Regions from separate parts of the Mus musculus genome. Here regions 1 and 3 are each linked to region 2. A link is a contact called in public HiChIP or PLAC-seq data. All regions are on one chromosome and are shown on one strand. The core of a region is the stretch at or near the end of the contact, and the rest is flanking DNA. Distances in the headings are between cores, read along the strand shown.

What was found. HiChIP or PLAC-seq counts read pairs in DNA pulled down with a chosen protein or histone mark.
Region 1: an H3K27ac HiChIP or PLAC-seq map of embryonic stem cells shows a contact between it and region 2, with 3 times the contacts expected there. The contact joins two enhancer-like sites. A contact is called at or near these places in 1 of 39 promoter capture datasets (the SN4741 cell line), 4 of 15 datasets of contacts at CTCF or cohesin (the NIH/3T3 cell line, embryonic stem cells and large pre-B cells), 22 of 484 Hi-C or Micro-C datasets (B cells, CD8 T cells, the G1E-ER4 cell line and 12 more) and 26 of 115 datasets of contacts at active chromatin or transcription factors (CD8 T cells, the NIH/3T3 cell line, bone marrow-derived macrophages and 14 more).
Region 3: a contact with region 2 is called in an H3K27ac HiChIP or PLAC-seq map of embryonic stem cells, with 25 read pairs. The contact joins two enhancer-like sites. A contact is called at or near these places in 4 of 484 Hi-C or Micro-C datasets (Th1 cells, bone marrow-derived macrophages, embryonic fibroblasts and 1 more), 10 of 115 datasets of contacts at active chromatin or transcription factors (bone marrow-derived macrophages, craniofacial prominence, embryonic basal ganglia and 5 more) and 2 of 9 other capture datasets (embryonic tail and embryonic trunk).

What each region holds. Positions count from the first base shown.
Region 1 is chr4:150,879,223-150,882,503 of GRCm38.p6, forward strand. No RefSeq gene overlaps it. Among named protein-coding and RNA genes, the nearest start is that of Errfi1, 26 kb to the left of the region's middle. Within about 2 kb of position 1,314, at least 15 of the 459 cell types and tissues checked have an H3K27ac peak or open chromatin away from gene starts, as enhancers often do. A contact at or near this core is called in embryonic stem cells, where this site is marked.
Region 2 is chr4:150,676,464-150,679,771 of GRCm38.p6, forward strand. No RefSeq gene overlaps it. Among named protein-coding and RNA genes, the nearest start is that of Slc45a1, 26 kb to the left of the region's middle. Within about 2 kb of position 1,543, at least 33 of the 459 cell types and tissues checked have an H3K27ac peak or open chromatin away from gene starts, as enhancers often do. A contact at or near this core is called in embryonic stem cells, where this site is marked.
Region 3 is chr4:150,825,601-150,828,671 of GRCm38.p6, forward strand. It overlaps 1700045H11Rik (RIKEN cDNA 1700045H11 gene), which reads right to left. Exons shown (of 4, transcript NR_040649.1): 4 at 2,625-2,881. Among named protein-coding and RNA genes, the nearest start is that of Gm42356, 19 kb to the left of the region's middle. Within about 2 kb of position 1,576, at least 10 of the 459 cell types and tissues checked have an H3K27ac peak or open chromatin away from gene starts, as enhancers often do. A contact at or near this core is called in embryonic stem cells, where this site is marked.

The DNA.
Region 1 (3,281 bases), core at 64-2,563, 200 kb after region 2:
GCTCGACAGTCCGCGCGCTCCCACCCGAGCCACCCACACCATCTTACCCGCTTTGACAAGCCAGCACCAGTTGCAGACCAAGACCAGGCCTCTGTTGCTCTCTTCTCCACCTCCACTTTTACTTTGGAAGAGCCATCCCCTTCTTTGTCGCACAACTGCAGGCTCTGGCTTCTTCTTGAGTTTATCTTCTTTACCCACCAATGCATCCGGGGGTGGGGGTGGGGGGAAACAAAACAAAAACAAAAAACGAGACGGGATTCTAGATAAATCTGGGAGAAGAAGGGTATCTGAACGGTCCTTCCAGAAACCCCGCTTACACCCTCTTTTTAGACACACACACAGCCTTCATCTTTGAATGGACTTGGATCCACTAAATGGCCCCGCTCGGTTCACTGAGGCCTTATAACACCGTCCGTTTAGGGCAGATCACGTGCACGGCCCAGAGATAACATTTCTTGCCCGCGGCAGGCTGTGAGAAAGCCTGTTTGGATGCACCTTTGACCTCAGCTTTCTGGGACATAGAATGTCAGCCAGGTGGCCCAAATTTGTAGGCAACCGGTTATCTGTTTAGGATATCAACTAACCACAGGGAAGAAACCTCTGTCCGACATTTAGGTGATCACACGCGGTGCCTTACGGCATCCTGGGGTTTTTCCATTCTAGGTGAATTTTTGGAACTGTCCCATACTGCACTCCGGATTCCCAGCTGGCTGCACTGGTCCAGCCCTTGTGTGAGCGAGCGAAGCGCTAAACTTGCAGCCGCGAACAGTTGCCGCGCGCGAGCGGTCAGAGGCTCAGAAGCCACTGCGTATCTGTTAGGAAAACTGCCCACATTTCGGAACCTGGTGCGTCCCCACCCACCCTTGTTAAATCGCCTCCTATAGCTACCGTCTTCATCGCACATGGAGTACTCTTTATAAAGCCCATTCCGTCCCTCTTCCTCTCCTTTCCCGCCGCTGGCTTTGCGTGCCAACTTAAGCAGCCAGGGAAGGCTTTTCTTACTCCTAGACTCCCTTTGCAAATTTTATATATTTTATATAAAACTTTAAGGCTGGGAAGTAGCCAGGCCTCTCCTTCAGCCACCCCCACCCTCAGTCTGAGCCGCTCCAGGGGAGCCAGACCCCGCCCCCAGACTTCCCCACCTGGCCGGAAAGGCTTTTAAAACAGCTGTGACTGCTGTTCCCAGCCTTAAGGCCAAGAGTACCCAGGCACTATCACCCAGACCTAAGGTCATTGTGTAAGGAAGGTTGTCTTCAGGTCCCAGACCTGAGGTAGAGTGGCCAGGCCCCGCCCTACAAGAAGAACAAAGTTCCACCAATCCCTGAGGCTTGTCCTAAAGATCAGACCACGTAATCCCTCCAATCCCAGGCCACCCTGAGAAGATCCACACCCCCTCCCCCAAGAAACCCTATATAAACCCTCTGTCCCGCCCACTTCTCTCCTGATTCTTGCTCAAGCACAGGAAGCCACCATCCTAGGTGTTTCTGTCTCAATAAATCTCTTGTGTGAGGTTTGTTGTGCCGTGTGTTGTGGTATTACTTGGCTTCTGATGACTTTTTGAGCCATGCTGTAACTCTTTGGCTGGGAAAACATTCCTGGCAATTGGAACCTAAGTTCTATAGGGGAAACCTGTCCCTTCAGAGCTGGAACACTTAACACTTAGCCCTCTCCAGGTCCCCTCCACTCCTCAGAGAGGCACCTTGTGTCTCAGTTTGGGTTTTAATGCTCAGACACCATGACCAAGGCAACTCTTATAAGGACAACATTTAATTGGGGCTGGATTACAGGTTCAGAGGTTCATTTATCATCAGGGTGGGAACATGGCAGCATCCAGGCAGGCATGGTATAGGAGAAGCTGAGAGTTCTACATCTTCATCTGAAGGCTTCTAGCAGAATACTGACTTCCAGGCAGCTAGGATGAGGGTCTTAAAGCCCACACCCACAGTGACACACCTACTCCAACAGGGCCACACCCTCTAATTGTGCCACTCCCTGGGCTGAGCATATAGTAACCATCACTTTCCACTCCCTGGCCCCCATAGGCTTGTTCAAACATGAGTCTATGGGAGTCACATCTAAACATAGCATAATGCAAAATACATTCAGTCCAACTTCAAAGGTCCCCATAGTCTTATAGTATTATCAACAATGTTAAAAGTCCAAAGTTCATGGTCTCTTCTGAGATTCATTTAATCACTTAACTGCAATCCCCAAAGCAGGACAGGAAACCACCTGGGCAAACTCCAAACTCTGCATCTCCATGTTTGATTTCAAGGCAGTCTTCACATCTCCAACTTCCTTTTTCATCTTTGTCGACTGCAACAAACTTTCTCTTGGGCTGGTTCCACTCCTTGTTAGCAACATACCTCAGAAGATAGCCCACCGCTCTGGCATCGCAAACATTTCTGGGTCTCCAAGGCAACTTCAATGTTACAGCTTTTTGTTTCAGTGTCTGGGATCCACATGTGAACTTCTGGGCTCCTCCAGCTCTGCCCTCTGTAGCACTCGAAGCTCAAGTTGATCTATTCCACTGCTGCTGCTGTTCTTGGTGATCATCTCATGGTACTGGCATCTCCATACACTGGGGTCTTCTGCTGCAACTAGGCTTTACCAGAGGCTCTCTCATGGTGCCAAGCCTCAGCTCCTTTGCATGACCCTTTCAGTCCTGGGCCATCAACTGCAAGGTGAGGCTACACCTTCACCAGTGGCCTTCCATGGCCTCTCACAGTGCCAAGCCTCAGCTGCTCTTGATGACCCCTTCGTGCCTTCAAAACCAGTACCACCTGGGTGACTTTTACACATTATCAAGATCAGCGGCAGCACAAGGTACAACCTTGGCTATCTCTGGAACACAGCTTTGTGCTCTCAGAAAACACTTCCCAGAAGACTCCACCTCAGTCATGCTGGTCTCTTCTTCTTTTCTTCTTCTTTCTTCTTCTTTCTTCTTCTTTCTTCTTCTTTCTTCTTCCTCCTCCTTCCTCCTCCTTCCTCCTTCTTCCTCCTCCTCCTCCTCCTTCTTCTTCTTCTTCTCCTTTTCTCCTCCTCCTCCTTCTTCTCCTTCTTCTTCTCCTTCTTCTTCTCCTCCTCCTCCTTCTTCTTCTCCTCCTCTTCCTCCTTCTTCTTCTTCTTTTTTTTTTTTTTTGGTTTTTCAAGACAGGGTTTCTCTGTGTAGCCCTGGCTGTCCTGGAACTCACTCTGTAGACCAGACTGGCCTTGAACTCAGAAATCCGCCTGCCTCTGCCTCCCCAGTGCTGGGATTACAGGAGTGCACCACCACACCC
Region 2 (3,308 bases), core at 293-2,792:
GTTTATGTGTGTAACAGTGCACACATGCATGAGGAGGGCAGAAGACATCAGCATCCTTCCTCAGAGGCTGTCTGCCTAGGTTTCTGAGACAGGGTTTTAGTAACCTGGGACTCACCAACTAGACTAACTCAGGTCCTGATTATATATAGAAGAGATTTACAAGCTAAGCGACCTTAGTGCTTGATTCTTTGTTGTTTTTGATAGGGATTCACTGTGTAGCCCTGGTTGGTCTGGAACTTGCTATAAAGACCAGACTGGCCCTGAGCATAGAGATCCGCCTGCCTCTGCCTCCTGAGTGCTAGCATTAAAGGTGTGCACCACCACACCTGGGTCAATGTCTAATTCTTAGTCTGTGGCTATAATAAACTGTCTCCCTCTGGGAAGGTTCAAGTTTCTAATGAATGGTTGAACACTTTTACATGTTGTGTGTTCTTATTGCAAACAGCAATGTTGTTGAAGGAGAGCAGGGACCCAGCTTCAGGCTCCCCTCAGAAAACCTTGAGACCAACATTACACCACTACCAGCTACTCCCTTGCCTCAGAGACACACCAGAGCCAGAAAGTGTCTCCTGTCATCATCTACCTGGGCCAAAGGACAACTGTAGGCTCAGATGTTGGCTTAACAGCAGGGGGTCTTGGGAAGGGGGAATTACAAGGTGTTAATTTTCAAGATAATGATATATATTTAAAAATTAGGGTAGAACTCAACAAGTTGGTTGCAGTTTCTGCTTCAGTCTTTTTATAAGGATTGTGCTGGTAGGGTGTATGGCAGGGTGTACGGTAGGATGTATGGTGGGGTGCACAGTAGAGTGTATGGTGGGGTGCACAGTAGGATATATGGTGGGGTGCACAGTAGGGTGTATGGTGGGGTGCACAGTAGGGTGTATGGTAGGGTGCACAGTAGGGTGTTTGGTGGGGTGTATGGTAAGGTGCACAGTAGGTACACAGTAGGGTGCATGGAAGGACAAAGGCTGAGAGACTCTGGCTTCTGAAGCAGTGGTCCCTGGGGGAAACAGGACCATTTAATCCATGTAAATGCTAAGCCATGGCCTGTGCGGTAATATTTCTTGAAAGAGTGGCAAGCCACCTACTTTGTAAGCACAAAGCGGACAAGCCCTCTCTCAGCAGGCACACCCCGCTACCCCTGGCTGGGCAGCGCACCATAATTCTTCTCCTTTGAGGCTTCTTTTAAATGTTGGGGGAATAAAGGTTTAGGAAGGTTGGAAAGGAAGCCAAACGGCTTTTATCCGATTAGCCCAGGCAATGGCACAAGAGCATTCCCCCCCACCCCGAGAAGAAAAGCCACTGGCAGGAGAAGCCTGCATAGCAACGGGATCTCACACTGTTCCAGGATGTCCCTGAAACTCGGGGAGGGAAAGCTGGCGGAAATGAAGGTGGGGGAGGGGGTGGGGGAGGAAGGTGGGGGAGGGGGGAGGGTGCATGAGCTTTAGATCAGTTGAACGGGGGGCTGGGGGTGGACTCTGTCTGGAGTGCTGCCTATTTAACATAACAAAGTGGACCTGGCCTCCAGGTTCTCCCAGCATCCCTCAGTCCCTACCTGCTATGGCGTAAGTCTGGCATCCCCCCCCCCCACTCCCTTCCACCAGCCTGGGGCTGGGCTGCCCTTCCCCCAGAGGCTGTTCCCTATATAATTCAGACGCTTTGGTCACCTACCCTCTCTGCCTCTTTTGCACCTTTGGCTCCTGGCTCTATACTTGGCTCCCCTCTCTCCCTGCCCCTCCCCCTCTCCTCCCATGCTTCAGGGTCAAGACCACTCTGGACTCTCCCAGATGTGTCTGCCTCTGGTTATGCTCTCCCACGGTCTATAATAAACTTTCCCTCCACCATACCAAGGAGTAGTCACCTCTACCTTCTCTCTCTCTCTCTCTCTCTCTCTCTCTTTCGTTCTTCTCATTAAGGTTTGATGGCCAGTCGGTTCTTGCTTTCCACCTGTGGGTTCCCAGGGACTTGGCTCAAGTTGTGGGGCTTGGGAGCCTTTACCTGCTGATCCTCCTCAGTGGGCCCGTGTTGAGTTTTGTTTCTTTGTTCACTTGTTTGTTTATTTGGAGCCAGTGTCTCTGGCTCGCCTGGAACTCATTGTGCAGGCCAGGGTGGCCTCAAACTTGGGGCAATCCTCCTGCCTCTAGCACCTAAGTGTGCACACCACTTCTCCAGAAACAATGTGTGTGGTGAAGCCGCTGCAGGGGTCAGAGGACGGCTTTGTGGAGTCAACTCTATCCATTTTCATGGCGGTTCCGGGGATTGAACTCTCGCTCGAAGGCCGTCAACCTTTCATGGCAAGAGCCTTTACCTGCCAAGCCACCTTGCCAGCCCCAGATTATATAATTATGAGCTAAGAAACAGGGACTTCTGAGCCGCAGGCAAGATCAAAAGCCTTTACTTATGACACGAGCGAGCAGCATGGGCTTTCATAGCACGCATGCTCAGAAAACGCTAGCGGTAGCATGCTCGGAGAGCGCATGCTCAGGAAACGCTAGTGGTAGCATGCTCGGAGAGCGCATGCTCAGGAAACGCTAGCGGCAGCATGCTCGGAGAGCGCATGCTCAGGAAACGCTAGCGGTAGCATGCTCGGAGAGCGCAGGCCTGAGTTCTGGGACGTCATAGTGGTACCAGCCTTACACAGACTAAAGTGAATGGCTGCAGGCTTCAGGTTGTTCAAAGACCTCAAAGGTCCTAGAAATCAGTTTAGGCAACTGTTACTGTTGGTGGCAGGAGGGAGCGAAGCTGAGGGTTTCCTCAGGGTCTGTCTTGGTGACAGGAAACTAGATGACATAGAAGATGAATCCTGTTTCCATCCAGAGCTTCACGCTCTGCTATGTTTCCAGAGCCCCCATGTCACATGATCCAAGAAAAAAGATGGTGGGCTGGCTGGTCTTGTGTCAACTTGACACACAAACTAGAGTCGTCTGAAAGGAGGGCACCTCCATTGAGAAAATGCCTCCATAAGATCCTGCTGTGAGACATTTTTTTTTAGTTAGTGATTGATGTGGGAGGGTCCAGTCCATTGTGGGTAGTTCAGGGTTCTGTAAGAAAGCAGGCTGAGCAAGCCTTGGGGAGCAAGCCAGTTAGCAGCACCTTCCGTGGCCTCTGCATCTGCTCCTGCCTCCAGGTTCCTGTCCTGCTTGAGTTCCTGCCAGAACTTCCTTCAATGATGAACAGCAGTGTGGACGTGTAAGCCAAATAAACCCTTTCCTCCTCAACTGGCTTTTGGTCATGGTGTCTTGTTGCAGCAATAGAAACCCTAATAAAGAGTGGGTGGTGGCGCCCACTTTTTTTTAAAAAAAGAT
Region 3 (3,071 bases), core at 326-2,825, 150 kb after region 2:
GCCTCACTCTCTAAAGCTGGAAAAGCCTCTGTTTTCCACAAGTCACCATTGAGAGTGCAGCCAGATCTAAAGTGTGTTTGCCCCTGAACAAAGGAGCAGCCGTTCCCAAAGGCCAGTCCAACCTGAAATACCAGATTTCTAATGAGCCCTGGCCTTGTCTGCAGCTCACTCTGCACCTGGCTTAACCCCTTCCTGCCTGCAGGTCCTCAGAGTCCACCTTCAGTGGAAAATCACCCTGACTAACTGCTGTAGATAACCCTGCACGCCATCCATCAATTTGGGCCGAATCATGTCGGGCCTGAGTGAGCTGACGTGGAACATCGCTGCCCTTCGCTGAAAAGCTGTTTGCTAATCCTAAAGGTTCTTCTTTACTTTTGCTGGATTTAAAAAGAAAGGGGGTGGGGGGTGGGGCTGATTTAATAGCGCTTAATCAATCATTTCTCTGTCCTCACGTGAGTTTGTTTACACAGTGTATTGGATATCTCTTAAATGACCCCGGTCCCTCTGTTGCTACTGAAATTCTACAGACTCCCATCCAGTAGATGAAAATACCAAGGTCCAGACAGAGGGTCTGATTCCAATTGTCGGTAACCCTGTTGTCCTTTTCTTCTTTGTTTTAAGTGACCAGCATGTGTACATGTGTACATGCAACATGCATGTGTGTATGTGTGCTTCAAGATTCCTGTGCCTGTATGTTCAAGGGTAGAGAGTACACATCGACACTAGGGGCCCTCACCCACTGTTCCCCATCTTGTTTTTAAGACACAGGCCTCTCTCACTCAATCTGGAGGTTGCCAATTGTCCCCACCCCCTCCTGCTGCATCCTCCTGTCTCCACACCCCAGCACTGGGGACTGCAGGCCTGTGTCACCATGCTTGGGGTGGTAGGGTAGGATGGGGGGGGGGGGTCACGTGGTCCTGAGGATCTCGACTTGGGTCTCTGTGTTGGTACAACAAGCAGTTCACCCACTGGGCTGTTCCCCTAGCCTGCTGCCCCTTTTAAAAGAAGATCCTCAGGCTCTGGAGTTTACAGTCCTGTGGTTTTCCTTAATCATGTGTGCTTCATGCAATTGAAACTTACGGAGGGGGGTGGGGTGGGTGGGATTTCAGGTATTAAATTCTTCTGATCAAAAAACAGTGGAGTCCCAACAGACTGTTATAAAACTAATCGCTCAGAGACATACAACTAAGAGGACTGCGTGCTTTCTGCTTTGGTGTTCTCTCTGACCCTCCCCTCCCTCCCTTGTTCTCTCTTTCCTTGTGAAGTTTAAAGAAAGAGGTTTGAAATAAAACCAGACACTCACTGACAGAGAAATGTGGAGAAGAATGGAACCCTTGGAAGTGTAAATTAGAGCAATTGATCTGGCTGGCCAACCAGCAATTAGTGCCCAAAGATTTAATCGCTTCCTTTGATCTGATCATTTTACTTTGATTGATTTATCCCAAGGAAATAACTCAAGAAAGAGTTAGATTTAAAACAAAGTAGCAAAATCAGGGACCTGGGCATCACAAGTCCTTGGGCCCGTTGCCTGTGGCGAGGCACTGGCAGGAAACCCCAATCCTTAGACACAAGTAGGGAAGACAATGTCAATAAAGTAGATCCTGTGGATTGAGACTGCAGTGCATAGGAGCTGGGTGGACCGGAAGCTGAGAAAAGGCAGGAGAGGGAAGTAGCCCCAGGGAAGGGTAACTGGGGAGGCGGTGGTGGCAAATATCCCCTGGGCAGGAGGGTAGTAGGGCTGGATTGTGAAGGGAAAGCCCAGACCCGGGTATAATGGTTGGTCCCTGAGGCTCGGATACCTAGGAAGGCAGGGCCCTGGGTTAGATCTTGTTTTATTCTGTGGCAGTGCTTCATCCTGTCTTTCTGTCACTTTGAGAAGTGATGTTGGGAGGATTTGAACAGGCAGAACAGGAAGGATTTGACACGGTGGAGGACTGCTGTCCAAAGAATCACCGTGGGCAGCGTGACAAAACCTGGATTAGAGAGAGGGAAGTCTGAGACCCAGAACAGCGCAAGGGCAAAGCTGACGGGTGGAGGAAGGGACAGATGAAGCCATTTCGTGGCTTGCGTTCAAGGCCTTAATCACCAATTAGCTACAGGCCAGTCAGGTCACAAGAGACAACTGTCCTAGGGAAAGGGATTCCGCCACATTCACAGGAGTGTCAGAGTAAATCCCTCTTCAGCCAGGAATTGAACTCAGAACCTCTGGAAAAGAAGTCCGTGCTCTCAACCACTGAGCCATCTCTCTAGCCACCCCACCCCACGAAGGTGCCCACCCCACACTTAGGTTCTTAAGGGGCAAGTTTCTCCTTGCCGATCTCTCTCCTCCAGCTGAGAACATCTGGAATGACTTTTAACCACTAAATTCCCTCAAAGTAAACAAATTAGAGAAGCCTTTCCATATTCAAAATACCTGTAGATTTCATTTCCTGTTTCCTTGCCGGGATGGAACTCAGAACTTTGGGCACTCCAGCCCTTTGCCTTTGGAGAGAACATATCCAGGAAGTCTTCCAACTCACAATCCTCCTGCCTCAGCCTCATTAGTGGTGGGGTGCATGCACACACCATGAGACCTCGTTTAGATCTGGATTTATGAAGAGCCAAAGAATTCAGACTCAGTTTCAGGCAACCACTATGTGATCTTTATTTCTGGAAACATCACCTTAGTTTTAAAGAGGTTTTTCGAGCCTGATCTTATTTCAGTGAAATAATTCAAATACCAAAGGACCTCCTCTTTAGCGCTCCGGTGGTCGCCTTACTTCTTCCGTGAAGTATGGAGAAAATCCACTTAGCTTGCACACATAAAACATCGAGCTTGGGAATTACTCTCTTAGCTGTGCTTTTGGCTCCATACGTCATTAGTTCAGTTTTCAGATTCCATCTAAAGGAAACAATTACAAATACCCACTGTAGAGGACTATTTAACGCCAGGTCAGGCAGCTCAGTGAACAGTAAATAGATCTTTACCTTTCCTGAATTACACTTCTATAAAAAGTTATAAAAAAAATAACCTGTCAACGGCTCACTCGTTTATGAACTAGCTGATGGATACTTAAGTAATAAAAACCTTT